2 separate regions of the Zea mays genome follow, and region 2 is linked to region 1. A link is a contact called in public Hi-C data. All regions are on one chromosome and are shown on one strand. Each heading gives the region's core, a stretch centred on a gene start, on an enhancer-like site or on the middle of the called end of the contact. The rest is flanking DNA. Distances are from core to core; before and after follow the strand shown.

Region 1 (7,682 bases), core at 3,421-5,920:
TATTGGTGCCTTGAGGAACATCCTGAGACAGTCGTCTTTAAAGTCTAAGATCTTCGCTCCAAATGGCAATAACTTAGATTCAAGTTGAAACATTTCATCATCCCTGGATATAGAGGTTTAGGGATGTCAGAAAGAAATCCATCGATCCATAGCATAGTAAACTCATAACTGCTAACATAGGATACCTGCTATGATTGCTCACAACAGTACCGGAAAAAAGAAGACATTGATTTAATGGAAATAGACAACACTTGCTGACTAATGGTAATAACAGTAAGCAATTATGACGAAGAGTAGAAGATGACACAAACCTTTAATTTGCTTGAGTTGAAAACAGATCAACCATGCAAAGATATAGTTTGAAGGACATTGGACATTGAACAGTACAATCTGAATAATTAACCATGAGTTCATGACTATATGAATATATACAACAACAACAACAACAACAACAACAAAGCCTTTTTTGTCCCAAGCACGTTGGGGTAGGCTAGAGATGAAACCCCGTATGAAAACCTCAGAGCTCAACCCCCAAAGAACAGAAAAGGGAAACAAAGGCAAAGGAGAACCGAAAACAACGAAACGGGGAAACACATAAAAGAGATAAAACCCACAAGGACCAGCAAGATCTAAAATGGACACAAGAAAAGGTCAAACGATTAAGGAGGAAAAGCGAAACTATCAATCAGGGTTCTGGCACGTGAATTGCACACTTCCACCCCTTCCTATCTGCGGCGAGCTCTTTGTCAATATTCCACTCCTTCAGGTCTCTCTTCACAGCCTCTGTCCACGTCAAAGTTGGTCGACCTCTACCTCTCTTCACATTTTCGGGACGCCTAATTATTCCGATATGCACTGGTGCCTCTTCAGGTCTTCGTTGGATATGTCCAAACCATCTCAAGCGATGTTGCATAAGCTTCTCCTCAATTGGCGCCACTCCTACTCTCTCTCGTATATCATCATTCCGGACTCGATCTCTCCTTGTGTGGCCACATATCCAGCGCAACATACGCATCTCTGCCACACTTAGTTGTTGGACATGTATATACGAAAAAACGATGCACAACAAAAAACGAGCAATGAATTCAAAACTGATTCAGGCATGCATATACGAGCATATTGTTGGGACTAGAAGTCCCTGCAAAAGATTTTGAATGCTGAAAGGATGGGTGTGAAGTAAAGATGAATGAAGACTCCAGAAAACAGTCCATTAACTGAGTTGGTTAGGTGGTCTAAGTAGACCTTCTCAGGTCCTGAGTTCGACTCCCTGTGGGAGTAAATTTAAGGCTGTGGTTATAAAAAATCCTCTCGTCTATTCTATGACGGGACAAAGCACGAGTCTAAGGCCCGGTCCCGGTTGCGGTCATTCTCACATGGGCTACGGTGCCACTGTGTATGGGTGGAGTATGCTCGACCTGAATGAGAAGGTCTTCTTAAATGAAATGGTGTGGGGATGGTCTTACCCCCACAGGTCGAGTTTTTTTAGTAATACTCTCATCAGTCAACATAGGTGCATAAGAAATTCAAGATGTGCTACCAATCATAGTTTAGTATGTGTTAAAATGCTTTACTTAGAACTGATAAAAAAATAACAAACCCAGTGCCGAAGGCTCCACATGAGTGGTGTCTAAGGAAGGGATAAACCGAAGCAATCCTTCCCTCAGAGGTTGCTTCGAACCCGCTTAAGCTTTTGGGTTGAACTGGTTATTGCGTCCACTCTAACACAGACTTACAAAGTAATACTCACTACTACTTAGAATTGATATTGATATCCCTATCCCTACTACTATTAAGAACGGAAGGTGGACACCTGGGTGTCGTTTGGTTCACATATTTGTAACGTAATGGGTAACGGATAACGTTAAATCATGTTTGTTTTAGTCCAACCGTAATCAGATACCACACTAAAATTTGATACCAGCCTATTCAAATTTGTTACCGTCAGTAATCAAGCGTAAACCATTACCATTACCATTTGCGTTACATTTTTTGAACCAAACAGCACCCTGGTGCTACCACGGCTTCACCCCGCCTGACACACTGGGCCCACCCCACGTGACCCCCGCCTCGGCGTCGTGCCCTATTGGCCCCACGCTCAGCACGCTCTCAGCTACTGCCCTATGGATCCCAGCGCCCGCGCAGCCACCACCAGACCACACGTACCTTAGTGTTTAGAAATAAACAATAATTATATAAAAATTAGTGCAAAGTGAGCATTTGAACACACGTCCACTACTCTAGAAATTTGGGGCTAACCACCAAACTACACGTAATTTAGCATTTAGAAATAAAAAAATAATTATATTTGAATAAATATCTCAATGCCTATTTATATGATATATTTAGGGTCCGTAGTAAAAGCACGGGCAACTGGTTAGTATATAGACTAAAGGTGAATGATATCTTTAGTTCCTTGTGTTCAATATAAAAAAGAACATGTGCAATACATTACCTTTGTAGATGTTGTAAAATTTCAAGTTCCATCGTACTTTTTTCTATTTGGTGATCAAGTTCCAACTAAAAAAATAAATCAAGTAAGTTCAGTAAATCTAAGAAAATAGAACATGTCATTGTAAACATACAAGCACACCTCATATATGTAGTCCTTGTCAGCAATGCTTCGATTTCTGCATGAATCAGTTGAGTCTGACAGCCCCAGAACAGAACTTTCATCAAAATGGTTCAAAGCCTACATCATGAGGGATGGAAGACTTTAAATGTCTTCATCTAAACTATGCTATTATTTTGGAAAAGAAGAGAATCAAAACAACTGATTTGTTGTGAGGAAAATAAATTAGTTTTCCTCTAGACTTCGGTTCAATAGAAATACAATGCAGCTTATGAGTTGCAAATAATACAACATTGATGTTGAGGCCATATAGTACATAAGGTTAAAATTGTACTACAACTCAATAGTTGTTGAGCTGTATATTATATCGTATTGTAAGTGTTGAAGTGTATAAGGGAATTGTCTATCTTCTCCTAACAGCTTAAGCTTTTAGGTTGAACTGGTTAGTGCATTCACTCTAACAGAGTATTAAAGCCAAAGGTTCAAATCCTAGCAGAGCCTTTATTTGTGTCTTCGCCCCTTTATTTTTCACGTTTATGCCTTTCTCTCTGACTGCTCGTGAGGACGTTGAAATGTATAAGTGGATTGCCTACCTTTTCCTAACAGCTTAAGTTTTTGGATTGAACTAGTTAGTCCGTCCACTCTAAAGGTAAGAAAATGCCAAAAGGATGCAAATCAACATAATACAGTTTCATGATTATAAAAATCAATGTCCATATTCAACTACTATAAAAATTATATTTTAGGCTACTTACTGTAAGGAAAAAACAATTTGGCTACTTACCTTTGGACCAAGATTCGAAATCAAAGACTCCAGCATTTCAATACCAACATCCAATTGAATCATATCTGAATAACAAAGACTGTTGGTTATTAACCCAGCAAACTGCCAGAGCTCAAGAAAGAAAAACATGGCAAATAAACAAACCAACCATTGAATGTTGTCTCTGCAGTGACACTAATCTCACCAGATACCTTCTGATTCCCCTGCTCTGCCATGGCTACATCCTTTCTCAGTTGTTCCAGGTATGCATCTGACCACAATAATGGCATTGTAATTTGTAAGTGATGCATTCGAAGCAAAAAAACAATTGAAAGCAAAGAAGCATCTTCATAATTGCACTGAACAAAGAGCCACTGCAGTAACAAGCAAATTTCAAAAGGGATGAATGAATCATTAATACATAAGAAGAATCTGTAAGGAAAATAAAGAAGACACCGCATTTACAAGCTACAATCTCGGAGCTTATATTTGATGATTCCTCTCCCTCGTTGTGTTCAATTGAGTCCACTAAGCAAATCTGCATCATGATGCTTATCGCTGTGACAGTGTACTTTGCATCGCATGGAACAAGCAAGTGTTGAAAACAAATCACACAGCCAAGCTTACCCAAATCATCAATTGAAACCGCAGCAGTGGCCGAGTCCCACTCATCCATCGCATCCTGAGCCGCCTAAAACAGGTATCCCAGAAGAAGGGAAACGTAATAATAGAAAACAAATCCAACAATTAGGCCACAATTCCGGCAAACCAAAGTGAATCCTCGCCCTCGCATGTGTCACAGAATCGACCCTGAGTAGCGACGACCTTACCTTGTGCGTGGAGTCCAAACCTAGTGCCACCTCATCCTCCGCCACCTCCGCCTCCGGCTCCACCTCCAGCCTTTTCAATGAGAGCTGCTCCACCCGGCTGAAACGAACACGCAAACAAAACAAAAGGGGAACAATGCAGATTGAAGAACCAGATCCACGGGAAGGAGGAACCCACCAAGCAGAGACGGAAAAGGAGGATCGCTGGCTAACCTATGAATGGCGGACGCATCGAGGGGCGCCTCGTCGGGACCTTGCGCCGGTACTAGGGCTTGCGCCTCCGCCATGGCCGTCTCACTCTCCCGCCTAGTAGACAGAGAGATTTGGTTTTCGAAACGGAGGGGAGAAGGAAAGCGAGCACGTGACTAACGTGAGACAGATGAACGACTGCGATTCGTCCGGGCATGCCCGACTCCCTTCAGCCGGATGCCTGGACTGGATCCGTTTGCGCTTAACGGGGCCCCGTTTGGTCGGCCCGTGATAAGCAGGAGGCCAGGAGCAGCCGCCAGCCAGCTAGCAGCGTCCCTGCTGCTCCGCGCCACACCTCTCCGCTTCATTCCTATCCGTCTCCCCTGCTCTATCGTCGTCCTCCTCCGTCGGGCCGGAGGAGCGTCTCTTTGTCGGCGCAGCGTGCAGAGCACCGCAGGTTCGGCTCTTTGGCTTGCTCATCCCTTCCCCTCCTCTCCTAGGTTCTCCATCCCGCGCCACCTTCTTGTTCCAGTTGCGTCTGCATTCAGGGCTACGTAGCATCATTAGACGAAGGTTTCGTGCGCGGTTAATCATGCTTGGAAGTGAGAATTTTGTGACCCGGATCGATCTTGGCGCATATTTTGGACCTAGTGATTGCGAGGATATAAACGCGCTAGAATTCAGCTGCGGACACTTCTTGTCAGATGTCTGGCGGCAGATTGGTAGTTCAGTCTTATTAATAAAATAAAACAAAAAAGAGATGAGTCATGGCTGCAATCCATAAACACAAACTGAGAATGTACTCTAATGTTTATCTAGAGAAAGCCTGAAACTTTTTCTGCGAACATTTCTGCTTGAATTGGTTTGAGTTCTATACTGAACTTTCCTCATGAGCTGCAGATTCAGAGACACGATGATGTCGCGACAGTGTGCAAACCGCATCTTTCTTACCGGAGGTTCCAGCTTCCTCCATGGCCTCAAATCTAGAGTTGCATCCAGTAGGAGTCACGGCACCGTCAGACTCAACTGGCGCTGCGTGAGAACTAATCTCTGGAGGGCCGAGCGCCTTGGTGTCAAGGCTACTCCGTCTGAGGTAATACGATTGCTTATTCGTTGCTACTGACCAATTCACCTCTTGTTATACCACTAAGAAGTAAGAACAGCAAGTTTTTGTCTCCTCCAGCATATCATTGCAGTACTGCAAGCGTCAGATATTTTCAGTGGCATCAGGAAATGGAGCAAGTTGCAATTGGTCGCCATGACAGGGGTGATGGCATGTGTAGTTCTGGTAGTCCCTTCTTCTGATGCAGTCGATGCTCTCAAGACATGCACTTGCCTGCTAAAGGAATGCAGGTGACTCTTCATCATACTGTCAACATAGTTTTGACACCATATAGGGGCTGCTTGGTTCGGAAATAGTCTCGCCTGGCCAAGCAAGCCTTGCCTTGCCACCGTAGCCGAGTGTAATTCTCTCGTAGAAACTAGCCAAAATCATGCCTACAGACCACAAAGGTTTGTGTGAATTTATATTCAGTATGTAGCCAATATAGGTCAAGAAGAAGTTAGTTACTACTTGAAACTAAGAGCTCCCCGATGACAAGTTTGTCATCTTTTGGATGAGAGTAACCTTAGATCATTTTATACATTTCTTACTCAATTAGTTTCTCTCTCTCTCTTTCAGAATAGAGCTGGCTAAATGCATAGCGAACCCATCCTGTGCAGCAAACGTAGCATGCTTGAACACGTGCAACAATCGACCTGATGAAACTGAATGTCAGGTTATTCCCATAAACCTTGAGCTCACTGAAATCTGCCAGAAAAAATAAGTTTTTTATGCCCTGCTTTTGTCATCCATCAGATAAAATGCGGAGACCTGTTTGAGAACAGTGTAGTCGATGAATTCAATGATTGTGCTGTTTCACGCAAGAAATGTGTTCCAAAAAAATCCGACGTCGGCGAGTTCCCCGTCCCCGATCCATCTTCGCTGGTTAAGAGCTTCAACATGGCAGATTTTAATGGCAAATGGTACATTTCAAGTGGCTTAAACCCGACGTTTGACACATTCGATTGTCAGCTTCACGAGTTTCATGTCGAGGGAGACAAATTGATCGCGAACATCACATGGAGAGTCCGCACCCCAGACTCTGGCTTCTTTACCAGGTCAACCGTGCAGCGTTTTGTGCAGGACCCATCGCAGCCCGGCATACTCTACAACCATGACAATGAGTTCCTGCACTATCAAGATGACTGGTAAACCCTCTTAGAAATTCTTTCTCACTACTGCCAATGTGCCCATTCCTCAAGGTTTATCGACTTGGTATTTGCTGACCTGTAGGTACATTATCTCATCCAAGGTTGAGAACAAGGATGACGACTACATATTTGTGTACTATCGTGGGCGAAATGACGCATGGGATGGTTATGGTGGTTCTGTATTGTACACAAGAAGTAAAACTGTACCTGAAACAATAATACCGGAGCTGGAAAGAGCTGCAAAGAGCGTAGGTCGGGACTTCTCGACGTTCATCATGACCGACAACACCTGTGGTCCTGAGCCTCCTCTTGTGGAGAGAATCGAGAAAACTGTGGTGGAAGGAGAGAAGACCATCGTCAGGGAGGTGAAGGAGATCGAGGAGGAGGTTGAGGAGCTGGAGAAGGAGGAGGCGTCACTGTTTCAGAAGCTGGCAGAAGGTCTCATGGAGGTGAAACAGGATTTCATGAACTTCTTGCAGGGGCTGAGCAAGGAGGAGATGGAGCTGTTGGATCAGCTCAACATGGAAGCGACTGAAGTTGAGCAAGTCTTCAGCCGTGCACTACCGTTGAGGAAGCTAAGGTAGCTGCAGAGCAAAGGACTTGGAGAAAACAAGCCATCAAGTACTGGCCGAAACGGATTCTATTTGCCACAGCAGTACCCACAGTAGAGATTGTTGAACAGATACAACAAACATTTTTAATTTTCTTTTCTTTTTCTTTTCTTTTCTTTTCTTTTCTTTGTTTACCCTTTTCTGTGGTCAAAACACATGCCTACGTTAGCCCTATTTGTAAAGCATCAAGAGACAACGTAACTTTTTCTTGCCAAACAGAGAAAAAAAACAAGTGTACTTAAGACTACGCTGACCATCTCTTGCATGACAATTGTTTGTTGTTATAGTTTCCTTTGCCATTCCATCTAAATTTAAGTCATTTCCCTATGTAAAATGCAAAATCAAAAGGAACTCTTATATTTGTACGCCGTAGTGCAGTAGGGGACCTCTACCCCAGTTTTAAAGTAGAAGTAAAAAACGGTATAGTTACATATCACCGAATTTCATGGGGTTTTTTAAGGAGACTATGG
Region 2 (7,682 bases), core at 3,088-5,587, 500 kb after region 1:
TCGAAATACATATTTAAATAATCATAAAATTCATATTAATCAAACCAAAATTATTTATAAATAAAATATTAATTCTTGGACTAATATTTACTATATTATTTATGTGAATTTTCATTTAAGAGGAAATGCTATTTAATATCTAAAATCAATTATGAGAAATAAAAAATCATTCCAAATGCACATAAATAACAAACACTTAAAAGAAAATTTTTATTTCATTAATAACCAAATGTATTATTTTATTTAATGATTTTTGTAGTGTCACAAACTCCAACTCGTAATCAACACAATTTTGGTTGCGTCCTACCTGTTCTTGCTTGTGTTCTTGATTGCGCTTGCAGGGATAAGCCTTCTTGGTGAGGTCACTCGTGTGTAACAGGTGATAACCAATGAAGCTGTGGTGTAGTGATTGTGAGAATTCGTTCGCTCGGAGCCTTGAATCATTAACATCAAGATCCCCACTCAATCAAGTTATCATACCTCACGGAAGATCGAGCCTCGTCCTCTATCAACCTCTCTGGTCAAAACCAGTTGAATTGGCCCTAGGGCGATTCAACCAGTGTTAGGGTCAGCTGACCAGTCTGACCTCCTGTCTGACTGTCAGTCTGTCCACTAGGCGGTTGAACCGGCCCTAGGGGCGGTTCATCCGGTCCTGAATCTTTGACCACAATCAAACTACCCCATTTTGAACTAGGTCAAAACCAGTTCAACTAGGGGTTGGGGGCGGTTCAACCGGCCTCGTGCAAAAAAGTTCATCCCAACAACTCTTTTTGAGGAGACTCTATAAATATCCCCTCATACCTCTCTCCTCATTTACCCTGGTCACCTCCCACACTTATTGCTCACCTAACTTCAGACAAAGCACTCCTCTCTCTCACACACCCAATCTCGCTCCCAAATCGATCGATTGAAGGAGCCCCTTTGGTGTGAGGTTTGTGCTTGTGACTTTCGGATTTGGTTTTCCCCTCCTCTCTCTCTCTTTCTCATCTCTTGAGCTTGTTGCAAACACCTCTTGTGTGGACTTATTGTTCTTGGAACCTTCAAGTTCCTTAATGGATTGAGGTTGCTTGGGAGTCTCCAAACTTGTGGACGACCTAAGAAGTTTGTATAACCCGCTCTTGTGAGCCGATTTGAGGAAATATTTCCCTTGACCTTTGTGGTTGAGTTGTGGAGGATTAGGGTTGGAAAAGACCCGACCCTTTGTGGGCTCCTCAACAAGGAGTAGGACACCTTTGTGGTGTGGCAGAATCTCGGGATAAATCTCGTGTCTTGTGCTCTTGCTTGGATTTGTGGTTTTGTTTTGTAGTTGGCAAGAAAGGCATATAGAATTGTTCTTTGTGTGGATCTCGTGGTGGATTCACACTTGTATTTCTCACCATCCACACTTAGTTTATCCCTTGCTTTCCCTTTCTAAAGGAAACTCTTGTTGTATTTCCACGTAGTTCGAAGCCTAGATTTAATCTAGCAGTTGGGCTGGTTCAGAGTGATTCAACTTGCCTTTATAGAAGTTGAACCGACCTGCACCAGTCGAACAGTTGATTTGACATCATTGCGAAGTTTGTGGTGATAATTTTCAGGTTTAGCCTATTCACCCCTCTAGGCTACTTTCAACATTGGAAGTGTCTAAGGGCCTTGCAAACCCAGGTTAGAAGGAAAACATGACTTGTGGGTAAAGCTGTGCCACCTCTGCAGAGTGTAAACTGATATATCAGCCGTGCTCACGGTCATGTGCGGCTCGGACCTTCACATGAATAACTTATGTAATTAAATTTAACTATACATGCACTACATCGTGGGATGTTTCATTAATAATATATTATCTAAGTGGGTTGGTATTTACCTATACTTAGTAATTGCTAATAAAATTTTGACCAACCAAAATTAAAAGCAATGCTCAACCTCAACCAATATCCTTAGTAAGCTTACACTACACCTTTTTCACACTTTCTAAGTGATGACCGTATGAGAGATCACCCTTACTATAATCACACCGAGTCAAGAGCAGGTACCACTAGATGAGGACTACTATGATGAGTTCGGAGAGATCTAGGCTATCGTCTCCTAGTCAACTGTGATTGTGGAGGATCATCGTCATCATATGGTGTAATTTATTTAGTTATTTTGTATAGAAATTGTATTAAATAATAAAGATGTGACATTGTTTTCTGTACACTAAGTCATCATGTGTGTGAAACTTGATCCTGACACACATTTGAGATGCATCTGAATTTGTCCTTAAATCCTGACGTGACAAGTATGGGGATAGGTAAGCTGCTGGAGATAGTCTTGTAATTAATATTCAAATACCTGCAAAAGCCACGTAGGCGCTGGCGGTCAACCCGAATAAGGTTGTCTTCAGCGGTTCCCTTTATACTACACCCCTAAATCTCACTTTTTTCACCATCTTCCATCCCCTAAAGCCTAGCTCCTGCAACGGTTCTCTCTAAATTCATGCCCTATACATAATACACCATATTTCTAACATATTTTAAATTAGATTTTTTTCATATATGTATTTTATATTCTAAAATGTACATATATATTAATTATGTGTTATGTGTTTAATTCGTAGTTTATAGTGTAAAATGGTATATGGAGAAAGAGAAAGAATACTATAGATGTAGGGTAAGAGGATATGACTTCAAATTTAGAGTATTTTTAGAGGTATCCGCTGCAGTTTTAGGATGCTCGTAAAGCTAAGACTATCTACAGCAGAATCTCAATCTTACTCCCTATCTTACTCTCTATTTAAAACTTTATTTTATAAAAAATATAATTTATAATGTAAAATAGTACTTTACATGATCTTATACACAGTCTGCTGGAGATGTCTTTTTGGGTGAATCTAGCGTCTAGGGTTTAGAGTTTTAGGTTAGACGAGCCCGATCGGTGCGTCTCGGCCCATGGACTCAGATGCCGTGTCCTGCGGCTGGAGTATTTGCTGACACCACTCACATCATTTCCTCTTCCTCCCAGCGCCGCCTGTCCTCGCCCTCACCCTAGCGCCGCCGTGCCGTTTCTACCTGGTGGCGTCCCGCCGCACCACACCTAGCACGGTGCGCTATCGTCCAATCGTCTCATACGCAACGTGTTGCCCGTCCATACCCTCCCCCTAGTGTCGGTGCTGCGCCACCGCCTATCGCCTGCCGCTCCCAAACGAGCGCACATGTGCCGTGGTTTTCCTCGTCGGCTGCAACTTTCTGAAACCTCTGTAGCCGCCCTGGTGAGTTAAACCACTTTCTGGAACCTTTGAAACAATATGCAACTTTGTCAAACTGCAAGGTCAAGCCACTGAATCTTGAAAAAAATAAAAGGAAGCCCCGTGAAACTCCAGTACTTTTGAGATCACTGAATCGACACTGTAAAATTTATGTTGTTCTAAAAAATAGCAACTGCTTTCAACTTTATGTTGATCTGAGAATAGTTCGAGCAAATCTGAATCCACCCATGTCAGTTTTGTGTTTTTTCCTTCTGAACACTGAAGAACAGGATATATGTATTACATTTTCTATTTTGCAACAGTACGTGGAGTTAAATAAAAGTTTGCCATTTTTTTGTAATGCTGAAGCTTGATCTGTGAATTTTATATAGGTCCATTTACCAGTCACTAAACATAATAGTTGAAGATAATTGTGAGGTCCATTTTGCTGTGCAATCCCTTGGTTTGATCACAGCCACACATGAAAAACTCGAAATCCCTCAAGTGACACAAGATAGTAAACCCTGGTTTAGAAGGTCAGTAGAACTGTTTATATCCCTGTCATCATTTTCTGCTGGATGTTCAGCCAGATAAGTTTGCACAGTCATGTATACACGTCATAGGTGGGACCAGTGGTGGATCGAGCTCCCGGGCGGGGCGGCGGGCGCCCGGGCTCTTCTTTTACTGGCAGTGTAAACTCCAGTGCATTTCTTGGGCGTGACGTGTGGGTGACAGGACGACGACAGCATGGGCACTTCTTAGCGTGCAACGAATGACAAAAGGAGCATGGGCACGAGTTTCATCCCTTAGGCCCAAGCGCCGCTTGCTGGTTGCAAATTATTTGGCGCTTCTCATGCTCTCTTGTTGAGACTGCAAGTGTGATCACGAGAGGACTCCAGCACTTGTCTGATGCGTCGATGCTAGTATGGGCTGTAGGGATAGCAATTTTGCTGTGGGTTCGGATATCCGCCGGATATCCGACCCGTCAGATTCGGTTTCGGATACAATATTTCACCCGCGTATCTTACCTGTACCCGTACCCGAGGTAACATCGGGTCGGATTCGGATACTATACTTTACCCGCGGGTCCCTGTGGATATCTGAAAATATGCAAATAGGAGTCAGCTGTGGCCCAACTGCAGGCCCAACTTCAAGTCTTCAACTAACCCAACCCGCATAGGCACAGCCGGTCAGCCGCACACCACACTCCGTCTCTACTCTATAACCTAGGCCATCGGCGGCGGCGGATCGGCCACACGCCCACACCTCAGGCTCAACCATCCGTCCCTCGACCTGTGACCTGCCCACCCACCGCCGCCAGCCTCGAACCGTCGAACGGCCAGCCAGCTAGCCGCACGGCCAGCCAGCCCGCAGCATGGCCAGCTAGACGGCACCCAGCCAGCCAGCCAGCCGCACGGACAGCCAGCCCGTAGCGGAGGAGCCCCTGTCCGCCCGGCGCCCCGGCCACCGGCCACCGCTAGCCAAACACCGAAGCACGTCGCTGTGAAGGTGAAGCAGCCCTCCAGCGCCGTTTCATCCCTTGCTGTTTTGTTGAATACTTTCAAGTTTGGTTCAAGTGTGGATTCAAGTGTGGTTGTGTTACTACTATTATTTCTATATGATATATTTGTGATTTGTCTAAAGTCTAAACTCTATGTGATAATGTGAAATTTGATTTTATATAGCTATATATGAGTGTCAACAGAGAGTTATGTGTCCCTGTGTAGCAGTTTGATTTATTTGTGTGAAGTGTAATTATACCCGCGAGTATCCGATACCCGCCCGATACCCGATAGGTACGGGCACGGGTACAAAATCCTACCCGCGGGTATAGTCACGGGCGGGTATAACTAATGCCCACGGGTATTGTCGCGGGCGGATATTTACCATATCCGATCCAAACCTGACCCGTTGCCATCCCTAATGGGCTGTATGGCACCACATGCCCAGCATGCTAGCTGGTAACATCTAATAAATTAAAATACTATTCTTTAAATAAGCTAATCAGACAATCAGATCAGCCCATTGGCAGGAGCAGTGCTGCTTTTATCTGGCAATCAATGTTCTTTTTCTTTGAGTTTCTTCCCTACATGGCTATATCCTTAGTCATGTTAACTTGTTAAGCAAATAAAATTTAAGCCTTATTTGGAATATTGTAATTTTTAACTGGACCCTTTTTAATCAAATTTATTTGATGCATTTCATTACTTCAATCGCTCAACTTAAATATATTTTTCAAACTTTCATGATTTATAATATTCTACTCATATATTTACACAAGGTATCTTTTTATATATTATAATATATTATGTATCATTATGTTTTGGAATGCAAACCATTCAATTTTTTTACTTTTGTGAATATTATTTAGAGATATTATCGTTATCTTTTTTATACTTTTCATTCTAAATGTTTACATGTGTATTATGTAACACATCCAATAAAAAAATTATTGGCGATGAATAAATTTATGCATGTCTTTATATATATGCAGTTATTCATGTTTATTGCTTGTTTATAGACTAGCCTAGGCTCTAAAAGGATCCTGTATCCGCCACTGGGTGGGACTGTCTCCTGAGCAGACTGACAATGAAATTTCCTAGAATTAGTTGTTGCCTTAACCTGTCATAGTTGGGCCCTGCACTCCAAAGCACAGAAGTGCCAAATAGAGAGACGTGAGGGCAGAAGAAGCATGTATCACTCGGAAAAAGGAAGCCATCCTTTCCTTCCCACCGCCACCTCTATTTATTACTGTCTGCTAGGGTTTTATGGTTGGCTTCACAACCCTGAGAACCATCGCCTCCAAACCCTAATTCTCCCTTATTGCGTCCTTGATCCTTTGTGTCCCTGCCATCCCTATCCTCTCGTCCCTTCCATGCGACCTCCCAAACCTCCATGTCGCCTCCTTGCAATGAGCCGACACACGGATTGAAGGGAAATTCATTGGCCCTAGTCCTTCTTTTGGTAAGGAAGGTCTGATCAGACCTTCGTTTGTTTCAATCAATGTTTGAGGCTTTGATATTTATTGTGTGGAACGAGGTTAAGTCACCATCCGATTAGTGAGAATGCATAATTTATGAAACGATCCGCCATGGGGATCTGTGATACCTGATGGATTTGAATTACAAGGGGGCATATGCAGGGGGTGTCCACCCACCCCATCCTATGCCTTGTTGGGCTTGTTTTGTGGTTCTTAGGATTAGCATGCCATGTTCTAATTTGTTCTGGTTTGTGTGCAGAGTACACATGTCGTGTTGCATTTGTATACCTTCTTGTAACTTAAGATCATTGGCGCTTGCTTTAGCAAAGACAGTAGGGCACAAAGAGTACCCAAGGAAGGATTGCTACTTTGCTAGGGGACCAGGGAGTGAGTCCTGTGACCGTAGAGTATGTCTATGGGGTCATGACATCAAGACCATAATACACAAGGATTTTCTAGAGGTTTGAGCTGCAGTGTATAATATCCTACGTCCTATTGCTGATCATAGGCTGTTGTATATGGATGATACACAAGGGGTGAGACAAGCGATACTATCTCTAACTGTTACTATCTTGGCCGAATTGAATTGAACTTCCTTGGCTTGAGTTTGGTGGATCTTGAAGTGATTGTGTGGCGTGTTCAATGTCCCGTTCTGTCAGGACATGTCAGGGCCCAAGGGGGCTGCGCCAAGGAGCACCAACAATGAGCGCAAGTCAAAGGATAAGAAGATTAGTTGAGATTATCTAGGAGATTAGTTGATATTATCTAGGAAGGTTACCAATTAGTAGTTTGTTGAGAGTTTTTTGTGAGTTTTAAGGAGATAAGGATCTCTAACTAGATAGGGGCGGCCAGCCAAATAGCCGTCCTATTTATGTAATCAATGGATGAAAAATAAAGTAAACAAGAATTAGAAGGGAGAAACCCTCCTCTTGCTTGGCTGTGGGCAGAGGCCCCTGGCCGGCCCTCCTTCTAGTGCCCCTAACCCTAGTCGTTGCTCTCGAATCCCTCACAGTCCATCCAGTGAACAGTACCACAGGTACCGCAACACTGTTCATCTGCGTGAACAGTACCACGCCTCCCCATCCAGCAACCCGACGACGTCCAAGCGTCGGGGTCTTGGTCCTAAACCCCAAATCTACCACTCGTACTACCTCCGTAACCCTAGATCCATAACACGTTCCGCCTGAACTGAAATGCTGCACTACCATCCTCTTTTATAGTCGAAAGGAGCAATAGTTTGACATGTTTATACCACTCGTGGTCCCTACTTGTCATTGGGCTAACAACCCCTGCCCATCTTGGGCTTGTGATAATTTGACTTGCAACTAGCATGTATTGGTGTAATCATTCTTGTGGAGTTGTGTAATCGTGGTTTTGACTTAAGTAAGGATGATGTCTTGATGGTTCCCAGTACGGTTCTTTGTACCCTTTATCATAGGTTAGAAACCCTGCATTGCCTAGTGATGGCTATGAGGATTCTCTCAATCTTGTAGCAGGTAGGAT

What was found. Hi-C and Micro-C count contacts between places; a contact is called where the count stands out from the background.
Region 2: a Hi-C map of tassel shows a contact between it and region 1, with 2.5 times the contacts expected there. The contact joins the promoter of LOC103646599 here to the promoter of LOC100281366 in region 1. A contact is called at or near these places in 6 of 25 Hi-C or Micro-C datasets (ear, endosperm, leaf and 2 more).

The regions. Positions count from the first base shown.
Region 1 is chr2:76,490,763-76,498,444 of Zm-B73-REFERENCE-NAM-5.0, forward strand. It overlaps LOC100281366 (violaxanthin de-epoxidase), which reads left to right and starts at 4,671. Exons shown (of 6, transcript NM_001154284.3): 1 at 4,671-4,805; 2 at 5,249-5,441; 3 at 5,532-5,701; 4 at 6,030-6,126; 5 at 6,207-6,598; 6 at 6,684-7,459. The coding sequence starts at 5,262. The coding sequence ends at 7,185. LOC100381501 reads right to left here and starts at 4,538. Exons shown (of 12, transcript NM_001174332.1): 1 at 4,373-4,538; 2 at 4,163-4,259; 3 at 3,960-4,023; 4 at 3,502-3,603; 5 at 3,354-3,418; 6 at 2,591-2,689; 7 at 2,453-2,517; 8 at 1-103. The coding sequence starts at 4,446.
Region 2 is chr2:76,986,267-76,993,948 of Zm-B73-REFERENCE-NAM-5.0, forward strand. It overlaps LOC103646599 (dnaJ homolog subfamily C member 2), which reads left to right and starts at 4,338. Exons shown (of 2, transcript XM_008671306.4): 1 at 4,338-4,708.